3 separate regions of the Mus musculus genome follow, and all the other regions are linked to region 3. Evidence: chromatin contacts called from public ChIA-PET and Hi-C data. All regions are on one chromosome and are shown on one strand. The core of a region is the stretch at or near the end of the contact, and the rest is flanking DNA. Distances in the headings are between cores, read along the strand shown. Region 1 holds the start of Mlxip (MLX interacting protein). Region 2 has its middle 16 kb from the start of Gm23458. Region 3 overlaps Denr (density-regulated protein).

Evidence for each region. Hi-C and Micro-C count contacts between places; a contact is called where the count stands out from the background. ChIA-PET counts read pairs in DNA pulled down with a chosen protein or histone mark.
Region 1: a contact with region 3 is called in an RNA polymerase II ChIA-PET map of memory CD8 T cells, with 5 read pairs. The contact joins the promoter of Mlxip here to the enhancer-like site in region 3. A contact is called at or near these places in 13 of 39 promoter capture datasets (the 3T3-L1 cell line, 3T3-L1-derived adipocytes, HPC-7-derived erythroid cells and 9 more) and 2 of 115 datasets of contacts at active chromatin or transcription factors (large pre-B cells and memory CD8 T cells).
Region 2: a Hi-C map of CD8 T cells shows a contact between it and region 3, with 3 times the contacts expected there. The contact joins two enhancer-like sites. A contact is called at or near these places in 5 of 39 promoter capture datasets (HPC-7-derived erythroid cells, hippocampal neurons, liver and 1 more), 1 of 15 datasets of contacts at CTCF or cohesin (embryonic stem cells), 2 of 484 Hi-C or Micro-C datasets (CD8 T cells and pro-B cells) and 1 of 115 datasets of contacts at active chromatin or transcription factors (large pre-B cells).

What each region holds. Positions count from the first base shown.
Region 1 is chr5:123,393,199-123,396,451 of GRCm38.p6, reverse strand. Mlxip (MLX interacting protein) reads right to left here and starts at 1,654. Exons shown (of 17, transcript NM_133917.3): 1 at 1,110-1,654. The coding sequence starts at 1,522.
Region 2 is chr5:123,375,430-123,378,539 of GRCm38.p6, reverse strand. No RefSeq gene overlaps it. Among named protein-coding and RNA genes, the nearest start is that of Gm23458, 16 kb to the right of the region's middle. Within about 2 kb of position 1,274, at least 92 of the 459 cell types and tissues checked have an H3K27ac peak or open chromatin away from gene starts, as enhancers often do. A contact at or near this core is called in CD8 T cells, where this site is marked.
Region 3 is chr5:123,913,767-123,916,638 of GRCm38.p6, reverse strand. Denr (density-regulated protein) reads right to left here. Exons shown (of 8, transcript NM_026603.4): 3 at 1,429-1,448. Among named protein-coding and RNA genes, the nearest start is that of Denr, 7.9 kb to the right of the region's middle. Within about 2 kb of position 1,513, at least 59 of the 459 cell types and tissues checked have an H3K27ac peak or open chromatin away from gene starts, as enhancers often do. A contact at or near this core is called in CD8 T cells and memory CD8 T cells, where this site is marked.

The DNA of each region.
Region 1 (3,253 bases), core at 405-2,904, 520 kb after region 3:
GCAGTTCAGAGAAGGTCTCTGGCTGAGGCAGAAAACTTGCCTAAAATGCCTGCCTAGAAGACATACTGGGGAAGAGTAAGAGGGTAGAAAGAAAGGCTAGCCCTCCAAGGAAAGGCATTTCTATGACGTTCAAAAGAGATCTCTGTCCAAAGCTGAATTCCCCGTTTCAGGGCAGTGTCTGGGATGTCAGCCCTACTGACATCTCACACATAAGTTTTTAGGGTCAGTCAGAAAACCCTCTAGCCAGATGTGGGCATGAGAGGCATATGTTTGTGATCACAGAATTTGGGAAGCGGAGGCAGGGCAGTCAGGAGGAGTTCAAGGCCAGCCAGCATCTGCTCAAAAGACCCTGGCTCAAAAAGGAAACAAACAAACAAAACAAAACAAAAACAAATTCCAACTTCCCAGGAAAATAAACTCCACAAGTCCACTGTGTGCAAAGGGTCCTGCCTCAGAATTTCCCTGTAAAGGAGATGTAAGAGAACCCAGGCTCCAGATGCATGGACAATCAGGAAAAGTAACTCACATTTAAGCAGCACCTAAAAACCCACTCGGCCTATCTCAACCCTTCCCTGAAGCAGCCCCCTAGAGGTCAACACTACTGTCACCCCCCACCCCGCCCCCCTTTATAGACAAGGAAACAGGCTCCAAGGCGTTACACAATCATTAAGATAGTGCAGCCAGCGCCCTAGCCACCCTGGACAGGTGATCTTAACCGTTGGGTGTTGCTGTAAACACACAAAGCAATAGAAGGAAGGGGTCCACAGAGCCAAAAGAAAAGGAGGAAAACAACAACACACAGCCTGTAGCTACACCTAACTCTTGTCTAAAACCGGTGACCACGGGCATTGGAGGAGGGGAGGGCCTGGATGGGGAACACGAAGCCGGAAGAACCCAGGAACGACCGGCTGACAGGGCTACAAGGCCGGAACCCTGGCGCCTCTCTCCATGGTGGAGACCCCAGACTCACAAATCGTCCTAGAAGGAATTTCCAAAGGGACAGTGTGAAGCCAAAGGTCCAAGCTGGGTTTTTGTTCAAGAGAGACCGGGGTGAAGATGGGGCTCGGCCAGGTCTGGGAGTCGGGTGGGGGCGTCACCGGGTCCCCTACCTGTAGGCCAGGGTCATGCACTCGAAGAGCTTGGTGAGCGACGCATCGATGGACAAGTGGCAGGAGCTGGTCTTGCCGAAGCTATAGGTCTGGCACGTCTGCTTGTTGACCGTGTCGAAATCATAGCCCTTCTTGGGCGGGTGCTCGCGGTGCGGAGAGGACACCATGAAGTGGCCGCTGTGGATGATCTGCTGTCGGCGCGGAGGCTCCTCGCGGCCCGGGCCGGCCCGAGGCGGCAGCGGCGCGGCGCTCGCGTGGGCCCGGGCTGAAGTGGCCACGCCGGAGGGGGGCGGCGGAGACGGCTCGTCTGTGTCCGAGTCGTCGTCGTCCTCGGGCACCTGAGGCTTGAGCAGCACCGAACGGCCCCGACTGCGGGGCCGGCGCGGCGAACACATGAAAACGTCGGCAGCCATGAGGAGAACCTGGTCCGGGGCATCCCCCGGGAGCCGGGGCGACGTAAAGCGGAGAAGCACGGGGAACGGAGGGGGCCGCCGGCCCGACCCGGCCCGGCCCTCGCGCAGACTGCCCGGGAACGCGCGGCCTGAGGGGGAGGGCGCGGGCCTCCTCGTAACGTCACTGTCGTCTTGGCCAATCGGATGCTCGCCTCTGCCTCTTAAAGGTGCAGGAGGAAGCTTTTCTTCTCCGGGCGGACAAAAAAAAAAAAAAGCCGGAGGCCACGCCTCCACGCCCGGCCCCTGGCTGTCCTCTTTCCCCTCCGGCTGGCCCTGGAGTAGAGAGACGAGAAAGCCAGGCCGCGCCTCTCGGGGAGCCTGGGCTCAGGGCGGCATTGGCTGTCTGTTCAACTAGTCTGGCTCCAGCCCCTGCCCCGCCTCCGCCACGCCCGGAGCTTGGGAATAGCCCTGCGGCCTCACTGCGGGCAAGGAGGGCACTCCACGTGGTGGGTAGGGGTGGAGCTCCTTCCCCCACATTAGGCCAGCTTTCTCCCTCCATACCCGGAACTGAGTCCTCAAAAGCCTTCCTGATTTTGTCTACCGTCCCCATTTTGTTGATGAGAAGATTGAGTTACCTACACTCTAAGGGGTGTGCCTAAGGTTCCAACAAGACCCAAGAGCAAGGCTCACAGAATCATCACATCCTTAGGGGCAGAAACTGACTCTCCCGGGTTAAGGCATGGCTCCTGGGCATCACCGCTCTTAAACAGTAGTAGAGTTCTGCAGGAGCCTAGCTGTCTGCCTCCAGACCCAACAACTTCAGCCACAAATCAAAATACTGTCGCTATTGTTTGGAAGTTTGGCCCAGAAGCCAAATTCCAAAGGGGAAGTTTGGAGCCTAGTTGTCTTTACTGCAATTCCTAGGTCTCAGAAAGTTGTGTCAACCTAAAAATAGCAATGAGCCAGTCATGGTAACACATGCGCGTGCCTGCAATCCTAACAGGAGGGGAGCAGAGGTGGGAGGATCAGAAGTTCCCCAAATTCTAGGTTAGTTTGAACTGCATGATACCCTGTCTCAAAGACACTTTTATTTTATTTTATATTTTAGGAAATCCAGTGAGATGGTTCAGTAGGTAAATAAAAGCACTTGCTGTTAAGTCTGACCTTCATTCCAACCCGTGGGACCCACAAGATAGAAGACTCCCAACAACTTAATCTCTGACCACCCCAACCCCACTGTGGCATCTGCGCTTCTCACGATAAATAAAGGTAAAAATAAATAAATAAAAGATTTTGTTTGGAGACAGAATCTCTACATGTAGTCCTTATGTAGACAAGGCTGGCCTTGTAACCACCACGAGAGATTATAAGAGGGGAAAAGATCAGGGTGTCTTCTGTATATGACAAGGAAGCTACACCTGTGAAATCTCCATGGTCTAAACAAGAACTACAAAATTGCAGCACCAGTTGACATCCCAAGATGGATGGGGGAAATCTCACAAGACCCCCTCTTAAATGGAGTTCAGGCAACTAATGATGCGGGGGGGAGAGAGAGAAAGAGTTATTCTCCAGGGAGAAGATGGGTTTTCCAACCCCACATAGTCACCTTTTCTAAACACATCCTATCAATACTAAAAGGACTCAGCAGGCTATATTTATACATGTGTGTGTGCCTGCATGTTTAAAAATAATAATTAAAGAAGAGGTCACATTTCAAAGGGAGTGAGAAAAAGACAAGGGAGGAGTTGGGTG
Region 2 (3,110 bases), core at 25-2,524, 540 kb after region 3:
ACTTATCCCACAGGGACTAGTCAGGCTATGCACAGGGTGGGGCACCCTGGTCGGGCAAGTCCAATGTCAATCATCCTGCAAATTGTCCTCCATGCTGGCTGTGGCATGTGCACTTTCTCAACCCGATCACCCTCTCCTTCCCCCCCAAAATGTAATTGTTTTTTACAATTAGAAGCGGGCTCTATTATTCTCCCTGTTTTACCAAAGAGAAAAATGTAAGAGACTTGCCTGAGGGTGAGCAGGTAGCAGGAGAGTGCCAAAGACTCCGGGAAAGGCTGTATGGACAGTCTGAGAATTACGTCCATGCTATTCTGTTTATCTTCTTGTTCTCAGCTTTGAAATTTCAAAATCCTTGTTACCCAGCTCTAAAAGGGGATGTTTGGAGCCGGGACAGATGTCCCTTACATTGTCTTGCCTGTATATTTAGCAAAGAGGACTCAAGAGTTGGAGGGCTCTGTCAAGACTGGAGTCATCAAATAGACACTCTGAGCCCTGGGATGTAGGCTGAGGGTCTCACCTGAGGAAAGACTCCTACAAACTAGCCTAACCCTTCCAGGGCATATATTGGCTCACAGGACCAACAGGTTGGAGAGAGGCAATTGGGGCTGCTTCCCTAACATGAAACCTCAGCCTCGCGGGCTCTCAACACTTTGTGTTGGCTTCGGTCACGTTTAACAACCTGGACACGGGCTCCAAAAGCCATCTTTAAACTAGTGCCCTGGAAATTCCCCAAGCTGACTCTCTCATTGCACCTCTTTAGGTCACGCATCCATCCCTGAACCAATAGCTGTAGTCTAGAGATTGCCTCAGCTGGACAGCCCAGACTAACAATTAGAAACAGTGAAGGGCGTCCTCTGGTGGAGGCAGAGGGAAATGCAACTTGCCTAAACGGTTTACTGTGAGCTTTGAAGTTAAACTTGGCTGACCTTATAGGACCTACCCTACCTCTCCTCAACTCTACCACTGACCTCAGTCATATTGTTGCTTTCCCAGGGACTTGAGTTTTTTGTTTTGTTTTTTTTTTTCTGTCTGCCGGGCATCTTGCTTAGGGCTTTGGCTCACTTTTCAGCCAAGTGAGTCACAGCTGCCCGGGTCCTTCTTACAGAGTGTCCTCAACCAATGTCTGCTCTGTGCACGGGTTTACCCGTCATGAAGGGAGATATGAAAGAAAGCAGCGCCACATAGTCAAGAGACAGCTGGAGCCATGGAGAAAGTGACACAGGACAAGAGACAGAACTGGGGACTAGAGATGTGGGTAGGAGATGTGGCAAGAGTCTCAGAGCAAGCATGTGAGCAGTGTGAATCCCAGGAAAGCGAGCACGCCATGAATGTGCACCAGCTGAGCCAGTGGAGTCTTCTTCCTTTTTTTTTGTTTTGTATTTTTTCCAGACAGGGTTTCTCTGTGTAGCCCTGGCTGTCCTGGAACTCACAAGGCTGGCCTCGAACTCAGAAATCCACCTGCCTCTGCCTCCCGAGTGCTGGGATTAAAGGTGTGCGCCACCATGCCCGGCTACCACCCCCCTTTTTTTAAACAAACAAAAAACCCCCAAAAACAAAAACCAAAACCCTGTTATGTAAGCAAGGTCCCCATGACTTGTGTTTTATACAGCTGAAATTTCCCTAGAAGGGACTGATTTAGCTGAGCAATCAATTCCGGTTTTAAAAAAAAAAAAAAAAAAAACCCGGTACACGATGAAGAGGAGGAGCGGGAAGGAGAAGCAGATACAAGAAGCCATTCATCTTCTCGGACCTCTAAACTTCCTCAGCCCTCTGCCTGGGACCAGAGCCAAGTTTCAGCTGCAAGAAGTGAGACTGCACCGGCAGGAAAAAGCCCACGAGGAAGGGCTGAGAACGAGCCAGATGGCTCTGGTTGGAGCCTGACCACCGGTAAGCAGCTACAGGCCAAAAAGAGGTCGCAGTACAATTGTGTCCACCTGAGTCAGCCAGAGCCTCCTGCAGCAGAGAAGGCAGACGTAACATCCACGATGGGACACAGATCTGATGGATGGGGGGGGGGGGCGGGGGGCGGGGCAAACATGGCGGTACATGCCTATGTATCCCTCTACAACCCTGACACTTCAGAGGCTGAGGCAGGAGGATCACAAGTTTAAGCCAATTTCAGTTACACAGCAAGATCCCGTTTTAAAACAAAAACAAAAACAAAAAATTCAGGCTTGGGGTACCCTTGTGTAGAACAACTGATTTAAGCTTATCCCCAACTGATTTACAAATAAATGAGACTTAGACTATGTCCCCAGGCGTGTACCCCAGATACTTGCCCTTTCTCTTGGCCATGTGCCCGTGATCCATCTTGGCTTCCTCTCCTCTCATTTTTCCTCCTCCTTTTGTCCTCTCCCCATTTTTTCTCTCTTCTCCACCCCCAACCAGGGAACTCAAAATTCACCTACCCCTAATCTCTCCAGTAGTTGGCTAGAGCCAATTTTATTTAACCAAGAGCTTTAAATCAAGGTTTGTGCAACAAAAACTGGTGAACAGGAGAATTCACTTAGGTCTAGACCTTCCCTTCCGGTACAGAATTTAGCATTACACAGCCACAGATCAAACCTCACCAGGAGGACTTACTCTCAACACCTTTGTGATACAAACAGGGAGGACAGAAAGTGAACCCTTGCCTAAAAACAACAAAAAACCCTAAAGCAAAGCAAAACAAACCCCAAACCAAAAAGACAAAAAAATAGAGACAAACTTCCCGGAGCCCCAACACCCAAAGGCCTGTGATGTCGAGAATGTGACTTTTCTTTTCTTTTTTTTTCTTTTTTTTTGGTTTTTCGAGACAGGGTTTCTCTGTGTAGCCCTGGCTGTTCTGGAGCTCACTTTGTAGACCAGGCTGGCCTCGAACTCAGAAATTCGCCTGCCTCTGCCTCTCAAGTGTTGGGATTAAAGGCGTGCGCCACCACACCCGGCTGTGACTTTTCTTTTTGGAGAGCGGGTCTTTAGCTCCAGGCTGAGATGAACTTGAACTCTGACCCTCCCGCCTCTAGAATTATACCACACACCTGTCTATACGATTCTGAGCATCAAACCCCGCCCCCCAGGCTTCAAGCTTGTCAGGCAAGCACTCCATCAACCTTGTGTGCATGTGTGCAGAC
Region 3 (2,872 bases), core at 264-2,763:
GGGCAGCAGTTTCTTTCTCCACACAGCAGAAGGGTCCCTGGAGGAGTGACAGCCAGGTGCACAGGCACATGCCTGTGAGCCCAGCACTCAGAGGACCAGGTCAAGAACTGTGAGATCAAAGTCATAAAGCACACAGTGAGGCCACCTCCTGTCATTACAAAAGCACGGCCCTCATTATTTTCCTGACTTGTCCACAGAGCTTGACTGAGAGAAAGCCTTACACGGCGACCTCCCCATTCTTCCTCCACTCTAGCATTACGTCCTGGCTTTCAGGTCATTTGCTTCCATCATCTGACTACTATGAATTCCACACAAAAATCTAAAACCTATAGCCAGAGATGCTCAGCAGTTCAGAGTATTTACAGCTCTTGCATGGGACCTGGATTTAGGTCCTGGCACCCACAGTCAGCTGCCAACCATCTGTAACTGCAGTTCCAGCGACTCCAAGGCCGCCTTTGACCTAAGGCACTTGCTGTGCACACACAATATACAACTCATGCAGGCACAGACACAGTAAAATCAATAAATAAGTAACTCAAATCTTTTTTTAAGAAAAAATGACATCTATAGTCACAGCTATTCAAGAGGCTGAGGCAGGAGGATTGTTTAAATGTGTGAGTTCAAGGATAATCTAGGCAACATAGTAAGACCTTCCAACATTCCAACATTCATTCAATTTTGGTTGAGACAGTTTCTCTGTGCAGTTCTGATTATCCTGGAACTTACTTTGTAGACCAGGCTGGCTTCAAATAAGACATCCACCTGCCTGTGTCTTCTAAGTACTGGGATTAAAGGCTTAAAGGTGTGCACCAATCACACCTAGCTAAGACCCTAATTTAAAGAAACAAGCAAGTAACAGGGTACATGGACAACTCAAAAGTCTAATTTATAAGATAAAAATTTCCTGATCCAGGGTCAGCAGGATGACTAGGTGAGTTCATGTCCTTGCCACCAAGCTTGCGTGACTTTGGTATCCTGGAACCCACAGGATAGGAGAGAACTGACTCCAAGTTTTCCTCGGCCCTACACAGGTGCACTGTGGAACATGTTACATACGCACACTCTCACACATACACACAAACTATTCTGATCCAAAGTTGTCTATAAAAAGTTGAAATGCGGGGGCTGGAGAGATGGCTCAGTGGTTAAGAGCACCGACTGCTCTTCCAACGGTCCAGAGTTCAAATCCCAGCAACCACATGGTAGCTCACAACCATCCATAATGAGATCTGACTCCCTCTTCTGGTGTGTCTGAAGACAGCTACAGTGTACTTACATATAATAAATAAATAAATTAATTTAAAAAAAAGTTGAAATGCTATCAAATGATAGGAAATGAAAAACAGAAGTTCTTAGATTAGCTCTAACATCAAGAGTGATCTCATATGCAGAAAAAAGAGAACAACAAACCCGCCGAGCAGGACTTACCTCTGTTGGTAATGAACAGACTAGAGATGGGGAGAAAAAAGATGAGAGAGGTTAGAGCCATGGGACCACAAGCCTCCTAACCACTTCCTAGCTGACAGAGTACTTCATTCCAGCCCCCACCCCCAGCTGTCTCCTTTTTAAAGTCACCTATGTGTCACCATCTCTTCTATTTCTCAATCAAATATTCTAGGGTTTTCCCTCTCTTAACACTCCAAGAATACTGAGTACCAGGCAGGAAACACACTCTAGCTAGCTTCAAATGCCATGACCTTGCAGCCTCCGCCTCCTGGGTGCTGAGGTCACCAGCATGCACCAGCCTGTCTGCCTTCATCACTGTCTCTACCACTTACTTCTCAAATACTGCTCTGCAGGTTTCAGAGGTAAAAGATACACGATTATTTCAAGTGACAGTACCCTGACATTTTGATCTAAAGACAATTGTCTGCTGATGTACTATCAAACTGTTTAGTATTTCCTAACTCACCTATAAGTGTTAGTCTTTAGCTAAGATGAGAGCTTCCTCAAGACAATTGTGCATTACTCATTTCTCTGAATGAAACACAATGGCACAAGCAGAAGCATAAAACATGTTTTCTAAATAAAGTCAAGCTGTCCTCTAAATCCCTGCTAAGTAAGTCTCTAGCTGAGATAACACCAGTGTCCTCTAACTCGTATCTCTCCAGGGGCTGGAGAGGTGGCACAGCACTTTAATACACCCATTGCTCTTGCAAAGATGGGAGTTTAGTTCCCAGCACCTACATCAGGGGCCCACAACCACCTGTAACTCCAGGAGATCTGCCAGCCTCAACCAGCATCTGTGAGGACCCATGGTGAGGACACACACAGACTCGTAAGTAAACACAGAGGAGGAGAGACGGCCACATAACACTACCACCCAGGCTAGGCGGGAATTCCTGGTCTCAGATGATCTTGCCTCAGTCTCCTGAGCAGCTGGGATTGTAGGTCCATGACACCATTCTTCTAAACCCCACTTAGTTCTGACTGAATCTTCCTGTAGGCTGGTCAGTCACTAAGTCTGCTTCCTCCAACTTTTATCCTGCTGCCAGACATGAAGCTACGGGAGAACATAGCTTCTTTGCTCAAAATCCTTCAGTGACCAACAGCATCTAAGACCCAAGTCCCCACACTTAGGTCCCAGACCCAACTGTCTCAATTTTCTGCTCCTACTTCAAAGACCATTGTCAAGCACACCACAATGCCTGCAAATCTCCACTCCCCATCCTTTCCTACCGCTTTCCCTGCTTAAATTCTACCTTCCCGCCTATTCCTACCAACTGTGCTCACCTCTACAGTCTCCTCCAACTCTCCACAACCCCTCCCCTTCCACACCACCACCGAGACTGTCCCAGATGTGTATTTCTTGTTTCCCTCTGCTACCGATTACACCTGTGTACCCTGACTGCCCTCCTGCCCCTAATACCAA